Regions from separate parts of the Zea mays genome. Here region 1 is linked to region 2. A link is a contact called in public Hi-C data. All regions are on one chromosome and are shown on one strand. The core of a region is the stretch at or near the end of the contact, and the rest is flanking DNA. Distances in the headings are between cores, read along the strand shown. Region 1 holds the start of LOC100281596 (Putative E3 ubiquitin-protein ligase RING1). Region 2 holds the start of LOC100285605 (metacaspase type II).

What was found. A called contact is a pair of places that touch in the nucleus more often than the background predicts.
Region 1: a contact with region 2 is called in a Hi-C map of tassel, with 3 times the contacts expected there. The contact joins the promoter of LOC100281596 here to the promoter of LOC100285605 in region 2. A contact is called at or near these places in 4 of 25 Hi-C or Micro-C datasets (ear, leaf and tassel).

The regions. Positions count from the first base shown.
Region 1 is chr8:123,876,221-123,881,460 of Zm-B73-REFERENCE-NAM-5.0, forward strand. It overlaps LOC100281596 (Putative E3 ubiquitin-protein ligase RING1), which reads left to right and starts at 1,414. Exons shown (of 10, transcript NM_001154515.2): 1 at 1,414-1,736; 2 at 1,867-1,990; 3 at 3,751-3,809; 4 at 4,359-4,440; 5 at 4,583-4,703; 6 at 4,811-4,852; 7 at 4,968-5,240. The coding sequence starts at 1,553.
Region 2 is chr8:123,533,415-123,539,189 of Zm-B73-REFERENCE-NAM-5.0, forward strand. It overlaps LOC100285605 (metacaspase type II), which reads right to left and starts at 3,324. Exons shown (of 2, transcript NM_001158496.1): 1 at 2,846-3,324; 2 at 1,547-2,598. The coding sequence starts at 3,194. The coding sequence ends at 1,721. LOC103635817 (phosphoglycerate kinase, chloroplastic) reads right to left here and starts at 1,510. Exons shown (of 6, transcript XM_008658193.4): 1 at 806-1,510; 2 at 299-376; 3 at 1-203. The coding sequence starts at 1,213.

The DNA.
Region 1 (5,240 bases), core at 164-2,663, 340 kb after region 2:
ACACCAAGTCGGCTCTATAATGTTGCTGGGGGAGAATTGAGAACTATCCCTTGAAACGACCATTGAGGGCCGATTTGATAGGTCTAGACGTCTTGTCCCCAGCGGAGTCGTCAAAAGTATGTTGACACCTTTTTCGGGCGCCAATCACTCAACACGAACTGTGGTGGTGCTCTCTGCACAAGGGCGGACGGTCCGTGGCCAGGGGTCGGGCGGTCCGCGGCCTGGCGCAGGGCTAGGGTTTTCTGCCTGACGGCCGGACGGTCCGCGCGTGCGCAGGGGCGGCGGAAGTCGCCGGCGGCGCCTGGATCTCGCTCCCGGGAGGGACCCCGTCGGGGAGGAGAGATCCTAGGAGATGTCTAGGCTCGGCAGGCCAACCTAGACTCCTCTAATCGACGTAGAGTCGAAGAGAAGCGAATAATTTGGGGATTGGAAGACTAACCTAGAACTAGACTATAACTACTACTAAGAATAAATGTAAATTGTATTGATTGAGGGTTCGATTGATTGATTAAATCAGTTTCGGTTGTATTCCTCTGCTTTTATAGAGGAGGGGGGCTGGACCCGTTACCAACAAAATTTTGAGTTAATAATGTGATTCTTGCCAACAAACACAACAAAAAACTCGGAACCCTAATCTGTTCTTGCCAACAAATACAAATTTTCAAGTTTAAAATTGTTAGTTGTAATAAGAAAGACAAAATTATAGACGATTTTTTAATCTAAACTTGTCATGAATTTTAATTTTTTATTAGTTTTATGTAATGAAATTTTATATATAATTGAAGTAGAGTGGAAAAATGTATATTTTTGTGAACTTTGTTATTACATTGTTTGGTTCGGTGTCAATGAGGGATGGGACAATATCAATCCCTGGACTGATTCCGCCTCTTATTTTTTGAGGATGACCACATTCACCATTTTTTAAGAATATTATTTGACTCTGACTCTGGACCTCCAAACCAAACACGGGTAAAGTTAAAATGATCACATCTCATCACTCTTCCTCTTTCATCGTCGCTCCGTCCAAACGCTATTCTCTATACAACCTAAGGTGCATATACAAATTTGTTCCCCTGGATCAAAGGGCCGGCTCCCGTTGCATCTTGCATCCGACAGTTACGAGACTCGCACGGCCACGCCTGTACCGCGGCCGGGCGTCGCGCCTCCACCTGACCACCTCGCGTACTCAACAACGGCAAACGAGAAACAGAGAAGAAAAGGAGGCCCGAGAGCGCAGGGAGCGGCAGGAGGCAGGCAGCCAGCGAGTCGAGCCGAGCAGTCGCCGCACGCGGCCACGCGCATCGGCACCAACCCAAAGTTACACGACACAGGGGCAGGGGCAGCGCTGCACGGCCCGCACCGGGCACCCCCTTCCCCTGCCTCGCGTTCGCGTTCGCCTAGTCTCCTTCCTTTTCCTCTCGCTCTCCGCCTCCATCAGCTCGAGCCGCTTCCTTCCACCCACCACGCACCACCTGACCTCCCTTCCCTCATCGGCTCCTCCTCGTTCCCACTAGGCAGGAACGCCGCGCGCCGAGCCGAGCTAGCGGCCGGAATGCCCGCGCAGAAGCGCCCGCTCCCGTCGTCTGCCTCGCCCGGCTCCGACGCCGACGTCGAGGAAGCTCCTGGCGCCGACGCGGACGGCTGCGGCGGGGCCGACCAACGGTCGCCGAAGGTGACGCTGAACGGAGTGGAGGAGCGGGACGGCGGGCCGCTGCAGGCCAAGGACCAGCGCCACGGTACTACTGGGCTTTCAACGACGCGCGGCCCGCCGACTCGGGTCATCTTCTCGCGATGCGCGTACGCGTCGCGCGGTGCTGCGTCTCTAAGGGTGTCGCTGAGCGCGTGCTTCTCTGGTGGGCTTGGCAGATTCCGACGCTGACGACGAGGAGGAAGGAGACCGCGAAGGCGGCGGCGGCGGGGACGGGAGCGGGAGCGGAGGCGACGACGACTGCGACAGCCAGTCGTCGCAGAGTGACGGCGTGATGGACGAGTAAGTAAACCGTGGACTCCCCCCTCCCTCCCTTCTCCTCCGCTCTTCCCCGTCTCCTCCACCGCCGTCTGCTCTGCCGCCCGTAGCGATTTGGCGGTGTCCTGTCGTCACGTCCCCGTGCGCCAGCTCCCGTTCGGCCGGGTGACGGCAGAGGCTGTCGACGGGAGGTGCTCAGTCCACCCGCCAGCCCTGGCGGCCGCCGCTTTCGTCGTGGTGATGTCGGCTCGAGCGCTCCCTTCGCCTCCGAGGCGTGGGATCTTCGTAGTGTTGTGGACCCGCGAGCCCGCTCGGGTTCGTCCGTTCCTCGTGGCGTACTGGCGGCGGCAGGCCACCTTGAGTTGCTCTTGCTCTTGTTCGGTCGAGCCGGCTGTGCCTGTGCTGCTTCGTTGTGCGCGGCGGCGGAATCGCTCCCATCACCGCCAGGGCCTGGGATCTTAGCATGCATGCTTTCGTCATGTCGCACGGTTCCGGAGGCGCCGTGCTCGTGACGGCAAATGCCGGCGGGTGCATCCGAGGTGGATCGTCGCTTGCCCAAACTGTTCTGCCGGAGCCGCCAGCCACAGCCCACAGCTGAATGGGCCCTCTTGTTCATCGTGGTTCAGCTGCCCACTGGAACAGTTGCCTATTTTTCTTGCTCCTGAATCGTGTATGTCTACGGCGAACTATTTCCTGTATCCTTTTTGTCGCTGCTAGCCTGACCTCCAGGATCGCAATGGTCTTGGCGTCTTGGCATGCGTAGGCGACCTTGTGAGCCTCCTTGTGCACCCGTATTCTTTGTATACAACGGGGCTCGTGGAGATGCTGTTCTCTTAACATTAACATCTGGTTCTGGAGTGACATTCAAGGTCATTAATCCCATATATTATCTTCTTGGGGGGGGGGGGGGTTGCGAGGTATCTGTTCGTGTTTCCAGTTGTTCGTTGCAAGAGTTTCATTTTTTCAGTCATGGAGTGTGCTGTCAAGCTCCGAGTATCTGGTATCTTGTTCTACTGTTGCGACCCTGATTCCTGATCACCCATGACCGTGATAGTGCTTACCCTGTTAGTGCCTAACTCGGTTTGGTGCAGAAGCTTCTCTTGGTCTTTTGATATATAGTGTATGACCTCGCCATCAGCTGTTTTGATGTCTTCCCGTGCTTCCAAATTTTATAGACTGCATCTGATTTCTTACGTCTTTACTTATCATTTTTCCCATTATACGGTTTATACCCTGCATTTCTCTGTCCTGCATTTGGTAATTGATTACTTGTTAGAAGGTGCAAATCAGCTCCTCAATTGCTACAAGATCAATATTCAGTCTGGATAATTTTGTAGCATATTTCTGGTAGAAATCCTATTATTGTGGGTGGCTTTGGGACCCTATAGCTTCATTGAGTCCACCAATATGAGTTGGAAAGCTTAAGAGTTCTCTCTGGGGTCCAATTACTGTATAAGTGCTAATAGTATCAGTTTCCTGCCAAAAAAAAGGAAGGGCTACTAATTTCAAGCTCTTTTCATCTTGTTCTGTCATTCTCTTATGTCATGGTGAACATCACCTTCTCCATTTCATAGCTATATAATGATCTTGTGGTGGATTTTGTGTTCCATAGATTGTGGATACATGATTGATGTAAACATGAATAATAAAGGATTTATCCTCACTACGGTCAAAAGTTCCATACTGCTACCTGAATGTTTTTTTAATAAAAATGAATAATAAAGGATTTGTCCTCGCTACGGTCAAAAGATTCATACTGCTACCTGAATGTTTTCTTACTACAGGTTTACGCTTGTGAAATTAGTGGATGTTCGGAAGGAAGTGCAATGCCCTATATGCCTAGGTAATGATATCTTTGTCAACTTGCTTTTCATTTTCAGAGTTCCTCTTTATTTTGGACGGGTTCTCTTCTGATAACTTAACTTTCAATTGTAGTTAGATGTTACTGTTTTTTTTTTCTCGAACGCGCAGGAGAACTGCACATCTTATATAAAAGAGAGGAAGAAAAGCCATACAAAAGAGGCTATCTTGCTGAGCAAGTTCCCCAAGGATCCTTACTGTTATTAGATGTCAGGTTATTATTAATATTTGCTACAAAATAGGAAACCAGCAAATTCCATAGAATACATGTGTGCAAGTATGTTAGTTGTTGTTATCTTCCAAAAAATAAGCAGATGTACATGAATTATGTATCTTTTTCTTTTAACTCTCAGAAAAGCCTGAAAGTCAAACTCGTCACATTTATAATCTTTTTCTTTATGTGCTCCTAGTACTAGTTGGTTTACAATAGAAGCTAGGTTCTGTAAGTTTTTCATTTGTAAAACTGTAAGTAGCATTACGTGCAAAATGTGCGTGCCTGACCATCTGTCTCTGTTATGATCCTATTTTGCAGGAATTATTCGGAAGACAAGGACAGTCATGGAGTGTTTGCACCGGTTTTGCAGGGACTGCATAGATAAATCGATGCGGCTTGGGTATGGTGCCATATGTTATTTCTCTAATATGCCTTGTGCCATTGTCATTTATTAAAAAATGGAGTCCTAACATGGTTGCAGTGTCAAACCCTAAAATACACTTCAATTCTATTATAATTTAAGTTCTGCTGTCTGTTTTCAGAAATAACGAATGCCCAGCGTGCCGCACTCATTGTGCTAGTAGACGTTCCTTGAGGGATGATCCTAACTACGATGCTTTGATTCTAGCTTTATATCCAGATATTGATAAGTATGAGGAAGAGGTGATGTATAAGCTCTTCAGAAATCACTCTTTGCATTCTTTCTTAGGTTAGTTTTCATCTTAGGTCTGCTGCAGTGCCTCTAATGTCTAATTTGCTTGATACTACAGGAACTTGCATTCAGTGAAGAGGAAAGGACCCGTAACAAAAGGGTATGTCTATCTGTCTGTCAATCAGCAATTTGTTTGAGGCTGGAGGACATTTTTTCCTTTCCATTTGTATTTTTGTTCTTATTGTTATTGACATGGGCTTCATTTCTCATGTAAGATTCAAGAATCCATTGCTGAGACATTTCGGAGGCAAACAGAAGCACTTGTGAAGAAGCGCTCCACTGTAAAAGCAACAGATGCAGCTTCTACAAGGAAGACTCGACGGAATATGCGACCAAGGAGGAGAGGACGAATTAGTTCTCCTGATATTGCCCCAACTGATTTTGACGATGATGATAGAGAAGAGAACGGTGATGATGGAAGCAAGGAGTCGTCTTCTGTTGATGATCACTCCCCAGATGTAAGGCCAAAAAGATCTCGGAGGTGGCCC
Region 2 (5,775 bases), core at 2,074-4,573:
GATGCATGTGCCCTGTGGGCTGTTCCAAACGCGTCATTAACGTAAAGATCTGCTACGGAGGCAAGCTTCTGCGCAAACTCTGGGTCATTCTTCTCCTCTTCCTTGTAGAATCTTACGTTCTCAAGGAGCAAAACCCCACCATTGGGCAAGGCGGCCACCAGCTTCTCAACTTCAGGGCCAATAACATCGTCGGCTTTTTGCACCTATTCGTGGGTATAGTACACACGCTTTAGTCAGAACAATCAATTAGCACAAGTGATTTAATTAGAAGCACCAATGATGTAGAATAAATCAATACCTGAATGCCAAGAAGCTCAGACAACCGTGCAACAAGGGGGGCTAAGCTAAACTTGGGTGTAAAACCCTTAGGGCGACCCTGCACATCCAGAGCAAAATGGAGGATTTTAACCATAGTTGGATGACAAGGAAATTAAGCAGCTAACCGAGAAAAATATATTGCTTCAGCTATATTTCATAAAATTATCATTGAACACTGGAAGCAAATATGCAATTAATATCCAGTGTGCATATACAAAATCACGAGTTTGATTAAACACTGTCATTGTGCAGATCCTTGGCTCCTACATTGTGGGTGTCTGCGAGATCCTTGGCTCAGCCTTCTTCTACTTTTATTTTTTTCTAGAAGGATTCTCTTTTACCTTTGCATCAATTCCTAGTTTGTGCCCAAAAACGAAAATAGAAGTGATCCAAGGAGTACTGAATTCCTACATTGTCTATGCGTGCGAAGAGCATTACTTCCCCAAATGAGATGAGATACGGGAAGGGCGTAGGGGCGGGAACTCACCAAGTGGCTTGAGAGGATGACTTTGGCGCCCTTGCCGAGGAGGTACTGGATGGTGGGGATGGCGGCCCGGATGCGGGTGTCGTCGGTGATGTTCTGGTTCTCGTCGAGCGGCACGTTGAGGTCGGCACGCACGAAGACGCGCTTCCCCTTGAGGTCGGCCTCCGTGAGGTCCCCGACGCTCTTCTTCGCCATGGTGGCCATGGCCCGCGTGCCGCGCGCGGAGGACGCCTGCCGGCACCGCGACGCGACGTGGACCGCGAGCCGCGCGTCGCCCGCCGCGAACGCCAGCGACCGCGCCGGCTGGCGCGCCGCGGCGAGGCCTCCCCTGCGGAGCGGGGCGGCGGCCGCCCTGCTTGCCGCACGGGCCGCGAGGGAGAGGGAGGTTGGCGGGGCGGCCGCGGACGCCATTGAGATTCGGGCGGCGGCGGCGGCGAGTGGAGTGGAGAGACAGAGAGGGAGTGATTTGGGAGCGCGGGAGGAGGGGGGCACTTGTGGGTCGTGGCTTTGTCTGTGGACGAGAGAGTGAGGCGGGGATTTGCTTATCGCTGGCGAGAGGTCGGGACGACGGTTCCGGTGGGGTGGGTGCGGGCTGCGGGGGGAGGAGACGGCGGTATAATCGATCACGGCGATGGCGACGTGTGGGGGCTCGGTGGCTTCGATTTCCCCTGTCCTTTGTGTGATCTTGGATCGCCGCCCCTTCGCACTTGCACACTTTGGAGCAGGACAGCAGGGACTGAGAAGAAGGTCAACGTCATCAGGTAACAACGTAACAGTAACACCATAACATACGCAGGCTGCGGCACACCACGAGTCAACACAAAGTGTCAATTCTGTTACACACACAACACAACGTAGCATCCCGTAAAATGAACTAATGAAGCCTGAAATTCACTGTACACGGAGTTTATTTCGTCTTCAGCAGATGAAGGGCAGCGTGGCGTGCTCGTCGCTGCAGTAGAGCCCGGGCTGCTGCGTGTACCCCTGCCTGGACAGCAGCTCCCGCGCCCGGACCACCAGCTCTCGGTTCGTCACCGCCAGCGCCACGCCGCGCTTCTTGCCGTCCCCGGCGAGGATGGTCTGGATCACGTTGCTCAGCGCGCCGTAGGACATGCCGTCGGCCGTGGTCGCGTCCGCCGAGGTCTCGTCCGTCTGGCACCCGCTGATCAGGACGCCGTTGCGCGGCGGCACCCTGGCCGCCGCCGCCGCCGCAGCCGGCCCCGCGTACACTTCCTCGACGCTGTGCGCGTCCTGCGCCAGGGTCTCCTCCACCTCTGCCTCCCTGGGAACGCGCGACTGCTCCTCCGCTTCCTTGCCGTCGTGCCGGAGCTTGCCTAACAGCATGGCCTTCATGAACCTCTTGACCTTGGGGCTCGCCTCGTCGCCGAAGTGGTGGAACAGCGTCGTGCGGATGGAGCCCACGCCGACGTCGTGCCTTCCGGTCTTGTCCCTGAGCATCTGGATGAACGTCGACAGCGGCAGCGACCGGTTGCTGATGCTGCTGCTATTGCTGTTGCCCTGCTGCTGGACACGGCAACGACTGCAGTGGATGCACCCCAGAGACTCCAGCACGCCACGGACGATTCGCGCGAGGGAGACGCGGAGTGCGGAACCGGGAGCGGGAGGAGGAGGCTTCATTTCGCGCTCTCGGCGCTGCTGGGTTCTGTTCTGCTTGGTGCTGTTCCCGATTTGCTCCTTGGTCTTGTCGATCAGGCCGCCGCTGTGGCACGAGTCCGAGACCATGGTGAAGCGGCAGCCGTCAGGGACCTTGGCCACGAGATCCGTGAAATCTTGGTCTGCATGGAGATCAGGAAAAGGTGCATATGGCAGCCCACAAAATTATCTAGTCGTTTGTTAATTACATGATAGATTTGCGACCCATACATGCAACCCTTGTTACTAAGCTCGTCTTCGGAGGGGATACTGTATGAAGGCTAGCGGAACCTAACCATCAGATACCAACGGTGTGCCTACGAATGCAACTAACGCTCGATCCTAAGTGCTCGCTGCTAAACGCAGAGAAAAACAGATGGGAGAGCACACCTTTGATCAAGTTGAGGTCGCATGGCACGATGCACTCGTCGTACCCGGTGTCGTCGTCCTCCCCAGTCTCGGCGGGGAGCTGCAGGCCGTGGCCGCTGTAGTGGAAGAAGAGCGCGTCCCCGGGGCGCGCGCCCGCCACGAGCCGCTCGAGCTCCAGCCGGATGTTGGCCCCAGTGGGCGGCGGCGTGGACGGGTCGGCGTCGGCCAGGACACGGATGTCGGCCTCGTCGAACCCGAAGCGGCCCACCAGGCAGCGGCGCATGCGGGCCACGTCGTTGAGGCATCCCTTCAGCTCCCCGTCCGTGCCCAGGTAGTTGATGCCCACCAGCAAGGCGCGCTTCTGCCCCATCGCGCTCCTGCCGGTGCCGGACGAGGCCGCCGTGCGTCGTCGTCGCGTTAGTTCGGCGGAGGCGGTGTGTCCCGCCGCGGCTGGAATGATGGTTTGGTTGGTACGGTGACGAGTTGCCCAATCGAATGGTGGAGCTCCGGAGTGCTGTCGCACGAGGTGCTCATTGCCACCACCCCGCCATCTTGGTATTGGATGGTGGGTTGACGTCGGCTAAAGGCGCTAAAGCGGCCTTCCACTTGGTGAACAATCGTATCGGGTTAGCTTAAATGTATGTATGTAAATAAATATTCCCTCCGTTCCTTTATTTGTCACGTTTTAATTTAAAAATAAACTAGCGAGTCACAAACATTCGAGAACGGAGTTAGTAAATGAGAAGAATTTAGCCAAAGGTTATTGTATTTGGTAGATACAAATCATCACTAGTTAGATTTTTTCAATTGAAACACAACAGTAAACATAGGAATTTCTGACGACTAAGCTATTGAAAATAAGACCTCTGTCGTCGAACATAGATTATTTCTGATGGCTTAGAGCTTATTTTCGACGACATTAGTCCGTCGGTTCTAAAATGTCCGACAACCGTTAGTTGCCATCGATGTTAATACCGTGTAACAGTCATGACGACGTCCAATGTGCTCCACAAACTTATGCCTGACGACCTACATGGAGGTGGTTGGAGCGAGGGCCGTCCGCTCCCTTCGTTCAATCTGCTTTAACATAAATTGAACAGGTTCTATCCCGGACACAGGAGGCGAAGGGTACTTTGACCCGTACCGAAGCCAAGGTTTTGGTCAGAGAACCGACAAAGGTTTGGAGGCGAAGGGACCTACCGCTTAAAGCGGGGGCTCCTTCGCTCGCCATCACCACCAGCTTGGGCGGCTCCGAGTATAAGTCTTGGCAAGGTTCGAAGACCCCGGCGCCCTAGAGCGAAGAGTGTCTCGTCCTAGGGAAGACCGTCATCTGTGGGATGGGCCCATGCGGCGCCCCGCTGGCCATTCATGCCCATTTGTAAGCCCCTTCCTGGGGTAAGGCTTATGGTGTATTTAATCATGTTGTACTTAACCTCGTTGTAATGACCCCCAAGGGGGAATATTCCCGGGCTAAAGCAGGTAACCGGGGGCATAATTATACTTAGGAGGGTGTGCCCACCCACATGGTTACCTATAAATACCATCGCATTGTACATTGATGGGTGCTTAACAAGACGCTGCAATTCCCTACCCACTGTTTTGTTGAGCACTTGAGCATTCCCACTTAGGGCCCACTCCACCACGTGTCAAACATTCCCAACATTTGGTGCTCACTATTCGTGCTTCGACAAACCAATCCCGCAATGGATCCCAACAAAGCGACATCGAAGGCCACCACCTCTCCGGACGACGTGGCGAAGGCAGCTCTCGCTGAAAAGAAAGGCAAGGAAACCCTTGTCGGCGAAATTCCCTAAGAGGCACCCGAGGATGGAGCAGTCAACAGCAAGCGACCTCACACAGAAAATCCACCCACACCTGAAGGCACCGTTCGCACGTGTAGCTCTGAAGGCCTCCATCGGAACCCTCCGCCAGGCTTTGCCTCCGGGCTAACGATATCATCGAGGATGGCGAGGTCCTAGGCATCTCAACTGAAGACCAGCTAAAATTGTGCGTGCTCCGCACAAAAAACAATCACCAGTAGAAACAAAAGGAAATACTCGCAGCCAAGCGCCAGCGCATTAACATGCAAGCCAAAGTCAGGCAGATGATATTAGACGAGGAGCAGAAAGACAGAGAGCTAAAACATCAAATCGCAGAAATGTAGGGCGAGGACCCCTTCACCAATGTCAGGACCTTGCGCTCTACATAAACCCTCGTCACCCCCACATCCAATCCTCGCACCAGATGCATTCCAAGGGTTAAATTACCTTGATGAACGAAACCCTCTTGCACCACAGCTCCAGGCCTCCCCCTTGCCGCAAATCTTCATAGCAGGCACCTACCCAAAGTATAATGGCAGTGCAGACCCAACTCAGTACATCATGAGCTATCAGGTTGCAATCGCATCATCTGGGGGGACGATGCCACCATGGCCAAGTCATTCATCATAGCCCTCGAAGGCCCAACTCTAACATGATACTCAAGACTGCCACCATTATCAATTGACTCATGGAAGACACTTCACGACAAGTTCTTGCTGAATTTTCAAGGCTATAGACCCGAGACAGACGCCATGGCAGAACTCTCGCTCTGTAGGTAGCAAGAGAGAAACTCTTCAAGAATACTAGAAAAAGTTTCTCTTACTGAAATCACAGCTGTCTTTGATCGATGACCATATAGCATATAGCCATCCACTATGCAATCAGCGGCCTTCGGGCAGGTGTTCTATACAGCCACTGCTTAAGGGATCCACCAAAAAACTTGTAGGAGTTTTATCAGCTCTTTGAAAAGTATGCCCGATTAGAAGAGCTCCACAAGAGGAAATTCATGTCCCAACGAAAACCTAAATAGACTCTGCAATCCAGTATAACATGGATTAGGCCTTCGCAACCAGACTCAGTCTAGCAAGACCGTGCCCAGTCCCAGGTACACAATATTGCAAATCAGCAGCA